Linked DNA regions of Rattus norvegicus: region 2 is linked to region 1. A link is a contact called in public Hi-C data. All regions are on one chromosome and are shown on one strand. Each heading gives the region's core, a stretch centred on a gene start, on an enhancer-like site or on the middle of the called end of the contact. The rest is flanking DNA. Distances are from core to core; before and after follow the strand shown.

What was found. Hi-C and Micro-C count contacts between places; a contact is called where the count stands out from the background.
Region 2: a Hi-C map of liver shows a contact between it and region 1, with 2.1 times the contacts expected there. The contact joins the enhancer-like site here to the promoter of Ptpn1 in region 1. A contact is called at or near these places in 3 of 12 Hi-C or Micro-C datasets (kidney, liver and mammary epithelial cells).

The regions. Positions count from the first base shown.
Region 1 is chr3:177,055,223-177,060,402 of GRCr8, reverse strand. It overlaps Ptpn1 (protein tyrosine phosphatase, non-receptor type 1), which reads right to left and starts at 2,670. Exons shown (of 9, transcript NM_012637.2): 1 at 2,531-2,670. The coding sequence starts at 2,593.
Region 2 is chr3:177,106,874-177,112,579 of GRCr8, reverse strand. Ripor3 (RIPOR family member 3) reads left to right here. Exons shown (of 22, transcript XM_006235650.5): 15 at 1-100; 16 at 526-661; 17 at 1,072-1,233; 18 at 1,831-1,992; 19 at 2,478-2,680; 20 at 2,875-2,958; 21 at 4,142-4,232; 22 at 4,590-5,706. The coding sequence ends at 4,687. Among named protein-coding and RNA genes, the nearest start is that of Ptpn1, 52 kb to the right of the region's middle. Within about 2 kb of position 2,914, at least 4 of the 93 cell types and tissues checked have an H3K27ac peak or open chromatin away from gene starts, as enhancers often do. A contact at or near this core is called in liver, where this site is marked.

The DNA.
Region 1 (5,180 bases), core at 1,421-3,920:
TTGTAGACAGACCTTGTAGGTCTGACTAGAAAACAAATTAGAATACGGAAATGATTCTGCCGCTTCCTTGCGCAGCTGTCAGCAAAGCCGCGTGCTCTCAGATGACAAGCCCAAACAGGACTTGTGATAATGCTGCCCACTATGACACATTGTCAAGCATTTATTTAAAAAAAAAACTTTTATTTTCCACCAATTGTAAACACATTTCTTTGAACTCAAAAAACAAAAACAACGACAAAGGCTTGGATAAATTAGCCTTTATCTTAGAAAACTAGCTTCAGATTCAGCCAAGGTCATTCAAATGCTGGTTTTAAAAAGTGGCACAACTGAAGCCAGTGTGGTGACACACATCTTTGATCCTAGCACTCTGGAGGCAGTTGGGCAGATTTCTGAGTCTGAGGCCAACCTGGTCTGCAAAAACTCCAAAACAGCCAAGACCTGTTACATAGAGAAACCCTGTCTTGAGCAAAAACTAAAAGACAAAATAAAACAATAACAACAAAAAGGTCACAGTTGTAAGACAAAAGGCTACTTTTAAAATGTAAAACAAGGGAAGTACTTCCATAACTGTCTTAGAAACTATGGTGGCACACTTCTTTAATCCCTGCACTCCAGAAACAGAGGCAAGAGGATCTCCATGAGTTCAAAGCCAGCCTGGGCTACAGAGCACGTTCCAGGACTGCCAGGGCTACACAGAGAGACCATCTCTAGAAAAACAAAAAGAAGAGAGAAAGAGCATAAAATACCCACACTAGGAAAGCCCAAGGTGCAAGCACTTGTGACTAGGCTGACATCCTACTTAACTTGTGGGGCTTAAGTGTGGAGCAGAAATTGGAGAAGAACGAAGAAAACAGATTTCAAAGCCAGCCCTCTCTGCGCCAACAACAATCTTAACACAACTTTAACAAGGCTTAGATGTCAGGGCAGGCCACTCTGACCTAACATCTAAAAAAAAAAAAAAATTCTACCATAACTTATTTATGATGCAAATTTGTTACCAAATCGTCTGTTTCAGCATTAAAGATTCAACTGTCTCCACTTGGGATGGTCTGTTTAACCTACCACCTCCACACTTCAGAGTGGCTTACATGACAGTCTTCATGCGCTGTTGTTACTCTGGGACCCACTTGCATTTAATCTGATATAGAAAATCTGCCCACAGATCTGACTCCTTAGTGGAATCTGTCCAGCCAATTCGAAGGCTAGACAGTACAAACGTTACTATTGATCTATCTACTTACACAGATTACACTAGCTATAAATATATATCAGCCCCCAGAAAGCTGACGCACATCAAGGCCCGAGTAAAAAGAACTCAGTCAAGGAATCTAGAAATCAAGGCCACCCCAAAAAAGGTTTTGTCAGTCAAGAACACCAAACAACAGCCTGAGGCTTTCTACTTTCCTAAGTGAAGCTCAAAATAGATTTCAATTCTCCAGCTGATGGGTCTCACCCGCTGTCTTTTGAACCCATAAGCTGAAAGCAGAATAAACAGCCTGCTCTCTTTACACAAGGAACAGGATCTACTTTGCACATGCTTATTTAAGATGCCTGGCGAGTGTGGTTTTGGTTAATCCTCACAACCCCCGCACTGACATTTAATCAGAAGACTTATTTTCTTTAGAGGACTTAGCTGCTTGTAAAGACATCTTTGCGTTTTCAATTCGCTGTTTCATACATAGAGGAGGGAAAACCCTACTTTCATAATACTTTATTTATGAACCCCCAGAACCTCTCAAGTGGACCGGATCTCAGAAAACAGAAACCATCTCAGCCCACGATCAAAGGATAAACGACAAGGAAAGAGGCCATTTAGAGAGGTTCAGGCAGCTATAGGAATGGGTTCTGTGTGCCCTTCGTGTCCCCTACCCTCCTGGCTTGCCACTCCTTGCTCTATTCAAAGGGCAAGTCTCCTTCCCTAGCAGCCCCGCCGTGATCCCCTCGACAAGGCAGCAGACCCTCCACCGGAACGGGTCTTTCTCTTCTCAACACTTGTCACCAGCTGCAATGATCAGTATTTGAGTGTCTGTATGACTACAAGCCTCTCTGGGAGGTAGGGTAGGTCTACGGTGGCGTTTAACACACACCATCTCCAACGCCTAGCACCGAACAGACTCTCCAGCTCACGTCTAACAAATGAATGGGCAGGAAGGAGTAAGGGGGCTGTCATCCAGGGGCCTCCACGACCGCACACTGAGGTCTGAGGAAGTGAAATGTGCGCGGGCGGGGGGTGTCGGCGAGCCCACCCTCCTCCCCAGGAGACAAAGGAAGAGGACCTGAGGTGGTCCGGTCCAGACAAGGAAGCGGCAGGGGTGTGGACTAGTGGGGACAAAGGGTGGCTGGGCCATGTTGGGGTCGGGTTGGGGGGGCTCGGAGAAGACACGGACCGCGGTGAGATATTGGCGAGTGGGGGTGTCGCAAGGGCCGCGAGCCCCAAGTGGGGTCTAGGGCGGCGAGGACGCGCGACAGGGGTCCCCTAAACCGGGAGGGTCGGGGAGACGGCGCGGCCTAAGGGTCCCCGGCTCCGCACCTGGTAAATAGCCGCCCAGTTCCCAGCCTTATCGATCTGCTCGAATTCCTTCTCCATTTCCATGGCGGGACGGGACGACTGCCCGAGTTCCCTCGGCCGTCCGCCGCGCTAGGCCGCGTCGCTCCGCGTCTCGAGGCCCGTCGCCCGCCACCACCTCAGCCCCAACCTCCCCAGCAGCGGCTTCTGCATGTCAAGCCGGCAGCCGGAAGTACGCACCCCCGCCTCACCGCGAGCTCCGCCCTCTGCACCGGAGGACCAGTCAGAAAGCGAAGAGGCTTGCCGGCACTTCCGCGGGGGCGGGGCGGGGGAGGGGCTTAGTGGAAAAGGCCTGAGCCGGAGGAGGTGACCTGCTGCGCGCGCCGCGTGCGGCTTCCCGGGTTCCCCACTCCGGCCGGCGCGCGCCCGTTGCCCAAGCGACCCCCGGCGGCGCGCCTAGGACGCGTGGGCCAAGGCGGGGCTGGGGGCGTATCTTGATTTCGAGCCCCGAGCCAGCCGTTTGAGTCAGGCGTCGAGGGCGTGGCCTCGAACTGGGCGGTTGAGTGGGAGCGGCGTTTCCTGTCCCGTTCTATCTGTTTTTCTTTTATTTATTCATTTACTTCTTTTGACTTGGTTTTTCGAGACAGGGTTTCTCTTCGTAGCCCGATGTCCTCAAACTTGCTCTGCAGACCAATACCAGCCTCGAACTCATAAATCCGGCTGCCTCTTTTCCGAGTTCTGAGATTAAAGGTGTGTCCCATCACTTCGGGCTCCGCTCTTTATTTTTAACTCAGGGTCACGCTATTCCAGGCTGGCCTCCCACTTGCTGTCAGGCCAAAGATAACCTCTTATTTGCCGTCAGGCAAAGGATGATCTTCCTGCCTCCACCTCCCACATCTTGGAATCACAGACATGCATTGCGGGGGGCGGGTGGGGGGGAGGAGATAAACCAGCGCTCCATGCATGCAAGGACACAATCGGGCCACATCCCAGCAAGCAGAGTGTTTGTTTTAGACAGTGAATCACTCGGTAGCCCGAGCTGGCCTGGAATTCCTTACGTAGCCCAGGCCAGCCTCCAGCTCCGGATCTGCCTTCCTCAGTCTACCGAGTTTTGGACAAGTGTCAACACCCAGCTGCCCACCCTGCTCTCCCGAAACTTTGGAAAGTCCATGGGATTTTTACCCTGGCAGGAGGAACCAATGGGACATGTGCTAGTTTTCTGTCTTTCCGCAGTATCAAGAAAATCCTGACCGGATGTGGTGGCACTTGACTTTAAACTCTTTACTCAAAAAAAAAAAAAAAAAAAAAAAAAAACCTCTTTACTCTCCAGACAGAAACAAGGGTTCTCTTGAGTTCCAGTTCCAGGCTAGCCTGGTCTACATAGTGAGTTCCGGGACAGCCAGATACACAATGTCTCAAAACAAAAAAACAACAAAAAGAGAAAATCTTCCTTGGGGCTTGATGGTGGCTCATAACCACTCTAACTCCAGTTCTAGGCTCTCTTCTGATCTTCAAGGGCACAGGGTATACATGTGATACCATACTACCGTACATACATGCATACAAAACCTTCATACAAATAAATTTAAAAACTTGTTTAACAGAATAAAGAATCTTCCTCACTGAAGTCATCCAGGTGAAATTTCTGGGGTATGTTCAGACTGCCCTGGGTGAGCATTGAGTGATGGTTCTGGTGCATGGGCTCCTTCAAGTATATGTGAAGGATAGGATTGCCTTCCCTGGAGAAACTTAACTGGAACTTGGAGTTGTAAACATCCATTCTGGACTCACCATAGGATAGAAAGGCAGACTTAGGCTGGATCAGTGTCCTGTGCCAGCACTGGTTCCCGGTGTGACTGAGTGACTTCCAGTTTGCTCTCCCAGTGCTGTGGTAAGCAAAGGCCCTGTTTTCATTTATTCTCCACATCCGTCTTCTCACAGAGGCATTTTGATTCTCATCTTAGGGCTGACCAGAGCCAAGCAGAGACAAAGTACCTGTCTAAGGTAGCATTGCCAAGCAGGGCTAAGCACCTGAACCTGTCTGTATTCCTAGCACTTGAGAAGCTGAGGCAGGAGGATCATGGAGAATTCAAGGCTAGCCTTGTCTACACGGTAAGTGCCTGGTACAGAGCAAAACCCTGTCTCAAAAAGCCACAAACAAGACAGTCTGATAGATGGGAAGGGGGACTGGGTTCTAGCCTGACGGTCCGTTGGTCGGAAGAGTATATATATATATATATATATATATATATATATATATATATATATATAATTCTTTTTAAAAAAAGCTTTCCATCCTGGTCTTCTCCACTGTAGAAGAGAAATGACTGTCTACCTCACAAGACGGGAAGATGGGCTTACTGTATCGAGGGGCTCAGCCACTTTTCAAACAGTAGCAAACAGGTAGGTAGATTTAATTTCTTTTGCCCATTAAAATTAATTATATGTGTGCCACAGGACGCATTTTGAGGTCAGATGGAGGACAACTTGCTAGAATTGACTTTCTTCTTCTGTTCTGTGACACCCAGGGACTCAAACTCAAGCCCTCAAACTTGGCAGCTTCACCCAGGGAGCCTATTAATTCCTACTGAATAAAGACAGCTGGTCTGATAAGCAACATCCTTAGAAAGAGAGTGCTTCACTAAGAACATTAAAGTTGACTATCCTGGTGAAA
Region 2 (5,706 bases), core at 1,665-4,164, 52 kb before region 1:
GCCATCACTGAAGGTCTCGCCTAGCGAACTCACAGCCGGTACCCCTGAGCTGGACACACTGCTTACTGTCCACCTTCAAGTCTGCAAAGCCTTGCTTCAGGTGTCTGGGTGGGGCCTGGCCAGGGTGGGGGCTGGGTCCAAAGGCAGCGAAACGCCTCAGTCAGGTGACAGGAACCTACCCTGAGAGTCATGGGGGCTCTGTGACAGGAGCCGAACCCTGAAACCAAGTGGGTGGTTCTGATGTACAGCATCGATCCAGATTGGCCCGATCTCAGGAAGTATCGAGGTGGGCCTCAGGCCGTGCTGCTCCCGGGGGTGTGAAGGCCCTGAGATCAGATGCCAGCCATCTTTCCACTGCTTTGTGATGTCTGGCTCGACTTGGGTGGGTTGACCCTGGCAGCTCAGCTTAGTGAAGAGAAGGAGTTTCGGTCATGGTCTAGAAGCTTCCTCCAGGACAGGACAGCTATGAGTGGTTGTGGGCAGAGATGTACTTGTAGGGTGACCTGAGTTTCTCGCTGATTCTAGAAACTGGCCTCCCCTAATTTGTCAAGGATGGTGCAGGATTGCCTCCTGGAGGAAGCGGTGCAGCAAAGACAGGTTCTGGAAGTGCTTTCAGACCTTGACCTTGAGCAGGTCAGCAAGGCCAAGTCGGTTGAAGAGAGTAAGTATCCACCGGGCACACGCCCAAGGCCTTGCCTCCCTCCCTCTCCCACTGATGGGCAGATTACATGGGCTTGCACATTTGTATACTGGCAAAGCCACTGCTGGTTCACTGAAGCCAGTCCCACCCACACGCTGGTGCCCCCTCTGAGCAATGGCTGTCACCTCGGTTCTGAGGACCTGTCTGGGGAGTCCAGTCTCCTAGTCAGGATGGCAGTGAGTGACTGATCTTGTGAGCAGGCACTAGGAAGATGCTTGGAGCCAAGACCATTCCTTGGGGTGACACGGGCCTGAGAGGAGGTCCCTGTATTGGGTCTCCTGGCCTCACTTCCAACCTTGGGTCCTCGTGGAGGGGTTTCTGGTGCTCCTGATTGCTCCTGCCCAGGCTGCTGAGCAGCTGCTGGCTCTCAGTCATCCCACAGGCATCTCAAAGGAAGGGTGGCCTGGCACTGTGGCAGGGATGCACACAGCCTGGTGGAGTCCTGGCCTGCCCTGCCTCCACACTCCTGAGCCAGCTCAAGAAGACATTCCTACATCGCGTCCGAGGAAAGTACCCGGGCCAGCTGGAAATAGGTAGTGCCCTCCTTGCCCGATCCCAGGGGGTAGAGGGGGGAACGGCAGTGCTGCAGCTGGGGTCCTATCTCTGTGCATCTTCGCTGCCTTGCCCCTGGGAAAGCAGGCTGTGAATCCCTGTGCCTTCCACCAAGCCTTCGAGGGTTCTTAGAGGGAGGGGGGCAAGCATGTGCCATCTAGGAGTCCTGATATCAGGCTGGACACTTCCTGAAGGCAGCTGTAGCACTTCCTGTGGGGTGAGCAAGCAGCGTCTGAAGTCTGGAAGCTCATCCCACTCTCTGGACTGCTGGTTACCATGTGTGTTTCCAAGGCTCCGGCCCTGGGGTTCAGAGCCCACTGTGGTGGTTGGTGGCTAGCTGGCATGCCCCTTTTCCTTGTCAAATAAAGAACGAAAAGATAGGAAAGGGGTTAGAGTTGAGTCAAATTGAACCTTATTGGCAAGTGCTACCAACTTCTGGGCTAGGGAAGGTTCTAGAACCAGGAGTCTGCCTGCTCTAAGGGGGCTCCCCTGGGCTCCCCTTTCCCTGAGTCCCTTTCATCGGACACAGACCTATTTATTGAGAGGCCTCGGCTCCGCTCACGGCCCTTCTCTGTCAGTGTGTCGCAGGCTCCTGGAGCAGGTGCTGGGCTGTGGCGGGCTATTTGTCACAGCAGGGCTCCAGGACGAGCAGGTGGTCACCTGGTTCCAGTTCCACAGCTACCTGCAGCGGCAGAACATCTCTGACTTGGAGAAACACCTCACTCAGCTCACCAAGGAAGGTAGGGCCTGGTGGCGTGGCAATCTGGAAGCGAGTTACAGCATACCCTGTCCCACTCTGGTTTGGGCCACAACTCGGGAGCCCCTGTAACTCTCCCTCTGTCAAAACTGAGATCAGATCGAGTGACAACACAGCCTGCTATGGTGGAAATTAAGAGAGGGAGGTGAACGGTCCAGAACAGCTCCAGAGAGAGGAGGCAGCCTAGACGCCTGGGCTTATTCTGGTTTCTTTTTGAATCAGGGTCTCACTATGTAGCACAGACCAACCTCAATCTCACCATCCTCATGCCTCAGCCTCCCAAGTGCTAGGATTACAGGTGTATACCATTGTGCCAAGGCCAGCCTGTGGTTCTGCTCATTTGTAAGGCGTGTCTGACCCACTTTTGGAAATGTTTGTCGGGACGTGGTGATGCCCGCCTTGGAGTTCCCTATGTGACTGAAGTGGCTAAGCCTCAACCAACAGCACCTGCCTCTTCCTGTCTTCCAGTTACTCTCATTGAGGAACTGAACTGTGCGGGCCCAGCCAAGGCCCTGAGGAAGCTGCACGGGAAGCGTCTAAGCCAGCTGCAGCCATTGCCCCAGACGCTTCAAGCCTGGGCCCGGCTGCAGCTGGACGGACCCCCGAGGCTGTGCAGGGCTGCCAGAATGCGACTGGCCAGCGCGGCCAGGAACAAGCGCTTCCGGGAAAAGGTGATCAATCTTGGGGTAATCCACCTGACAATACAGCTGGGCAGATTGACAGGTCTCACCCCAAGCTTTGCTTGGAGAAGGGCTGAGTCTGGGTCACTGGGGCGTATGCAGAGTGCTCTACCCAGCTGGGGACCTATGCCTGCCCTGCCCACTCTGTCATGCCAGCTCTGTCCAATCCTGGTCTTCTTCCTCAGGCCCTGCTATACTACACCAATGCCTTAAATGACAGTGACTCCAAGCTCCAGCAGGCGGCGTGCATGGCTCTGCAGCAGCTCGGGGTGAGTTCCTTGTCCTCAGGAGTGACAGGAGGCCATCAGTGGTGAGGGCCAAAACAGCAGCAACAGCTTGAAATGTTTTCACTGGGACAAGGGATGGGATGGTGGGGCGGTAAAGGGTTTCACCAGCAGCAAGAGGACTTCAAGTAACGTCCAGCTCTCAGACTCCAACAGCAGAGGTCCCCACACCAAAGGACTTCCTCTCCAGTTGAACAGGAATGCAGACAGCACCTGTTCGCTCTGGTTTTGTCCATTGTGTGTGGAGGTGTGTGTGTGTGTGTGTGTGTGCGCGCGCGCATGCACATGTCTAATCTCTTCAGGGTCACACACGCACACACAAAAGTAGTTTTCGTGCACTGAAAACAAATCCAGGTGTATTGGCACATACCTGTGATCCAGGCCAGCTTAGGCCAAATGGTGAGACCCTATCTCAAAACAAAACAAAACAAAAACAAACAAAAAACCCTATTCACTATGTGAATAGGTTTGTTAAAAGCCATCCTGGGGGGCTGGAGAGAGCACTGACTGCTCTTCCAGAGGTCCTGAGTTCAAATCCCAGCAACCACATGGTGGCTCACAGCCATCTGTAATGAGATCTGATGCCTTCCTCTGGTGTGTCTGAAGACAGCTACAGTGTGCTTATATATATTAATAAATAAAATAAATCTGGGCTCCAGCTTAACTTCTGGGACTGGAGACATGTGGGCTTCAAGGCCTGTGAGCCCTGCCTTCCCCATTTTCTCCCTGCACTCCCATGCTGGGAATCTGCCTCTGCCTTTGTATAAACTTGTTACCTACTTCTATGTGGGAGCTAGCTCAGTGTAGAGGGAACCCAGTGACTTCACTTGCTCAGTGATGTCCCAAAAGGTCCTCAGAGGCTGGTGAGACTCAGGTGCTAGGTGAAGGAGTCAGAAGTCTTGTGGGAGCCCTGAGTGTGGCAATCAGGCTCTGGTTCTCCAAGAAGAGGAGAGTTCCAGTTAGCAAGTCCCAGACGGCAGCTGGGTTGTTAGATGGTGTTCACAGAGCTGCTGCTGGTGGCCTTGCTTGCAGGCCTGCACTGGGGTGGGAAGAGACTTCCTAAAGTGCTGAAGGGCCTTGAGGACATGCTGGGTTTGGCACTGCAGGGACAACAGTGAGGTAGGTCTGTCTGCTGCTTAAGCCCTCCCTTTTTCTCCTGACCTTACAGGGCGTTGAAAGCATTGAACAGATTGTCAGTCTATGTCAGTCTGACCTGGAGGCCGTGCGAGCCGCAGCACGGGAAGCAACACTGTCGTTTGGTAAAGTGTAGCCCAGTGGGTCCCCAAGGTTCTAGTGGAGAGGGTTGAGGCCACCTCAGCTGTCAGTACCAGGCTGCTAGGGACCCTGCTGCAGGCCATCCTATGCTGAGCAGCCCCTGGCCAGGGCAGGCTACCTTCACAGCAGGCTGGTCGCCAGGATGTAACTCTTTTGCATTTTATGGCTCTTGGCAAATGGAGGGCAGGGCAAAGTCAGGCTAGAGCCCAGGTCTCCATCATTGGAGACTGTTCCTGCTCAGTCATCAGCAGGAGCAAGGGACCCCCCCAAGCACTACTGCCCTACTCCTCTAGAGACACCAAGATGGTGACAAGCCAGTGACAAACACCTCTGCATTCCAGGTGAGAAAGGCCGCCTAGCTTTTGAGAAGATGGACAAACTACACGCAGAACAAGAAGCCTTCTGTCAGGAAGCGGATGTTGAGATCACAATTTTTTAAGAAGCCGTGCTCGATGAGCTCAAATCTGGCCTCTTTCTTCCTTTCATGCTGCCTGGCCTCCACAGTGCCCAGGATTTGGATGGAGCATCCAAGCCACTCCCTCCCAAGTGTGAGCTGGTCAGGACAGTTACCTGAGACTGGGTCCTCAGCGCAGGGATAACAGTCATGTACTCACAGAGCAGGCACAAGTGGTATGTGGGACCTCTAAGGCTGTGGCCTCCGCCAAATGCTGTTTTTGCCATCCTGGGGTACAGTGCCAGGCACTGTCTTGAGGATCGAGGATCCAGGGCAAGGTGACAGACATGCATGGGGTATGAGCTCCCTGCATACCCTCAGCTGGGACAGAACTGGTCTGACAAACAGGGCTGTGGCAGCTTCCCAGTAGGCAGGTCCACTTCCATGGCAGCCTGGGCCCTTGGATGAATGCTCAGACCTGAGGAGGTTTTCACTGCAGCGGCTGGGGAGACTCATGATGGGTTAGATACCCACGAGGGGTTTCCTACTTAAGTGAATAGAGCACTCCACGCTGGCGTCTGAGATGCCCACGAGGGGGTTCTCAGGGCTGACATAGTCATCTCTCACTTAGGTCCCTGTGGACCATGTGTGCTGACTTGGTATTTATTTGCCTTGTTCATGTCCATTCTCTGAAATCTCAATTACAAACTCTGGCGTATGGCCACCTTACTGCCCCAAGTAGAGAATGTTGTATCCGTAGAGCCTTAACATGGGAGGGGCGGCAGGCCCACTGGGGATCCTTCCTATATTCTTCATGCCTGACTCATGGTAGGCTGCCCTCTTCTGGGGGCATTTGGGGACACCCCAGGCCTTTGTCAAGCCTTCACTGCACTGGATTTATCCCAGTCACTATTAGTCAGCTTTCCACACTGGTAACTCTCAGAGTCATTTTCATACCTGAAGCCTTTGGTTGTGAGAGCAGCCACAGCACTCACAGTTCTGTGGCCAGGACCCAAGCGGGGACCACCTGATGCACAAGCCACCTGTGAACCCGAAGGGTACAG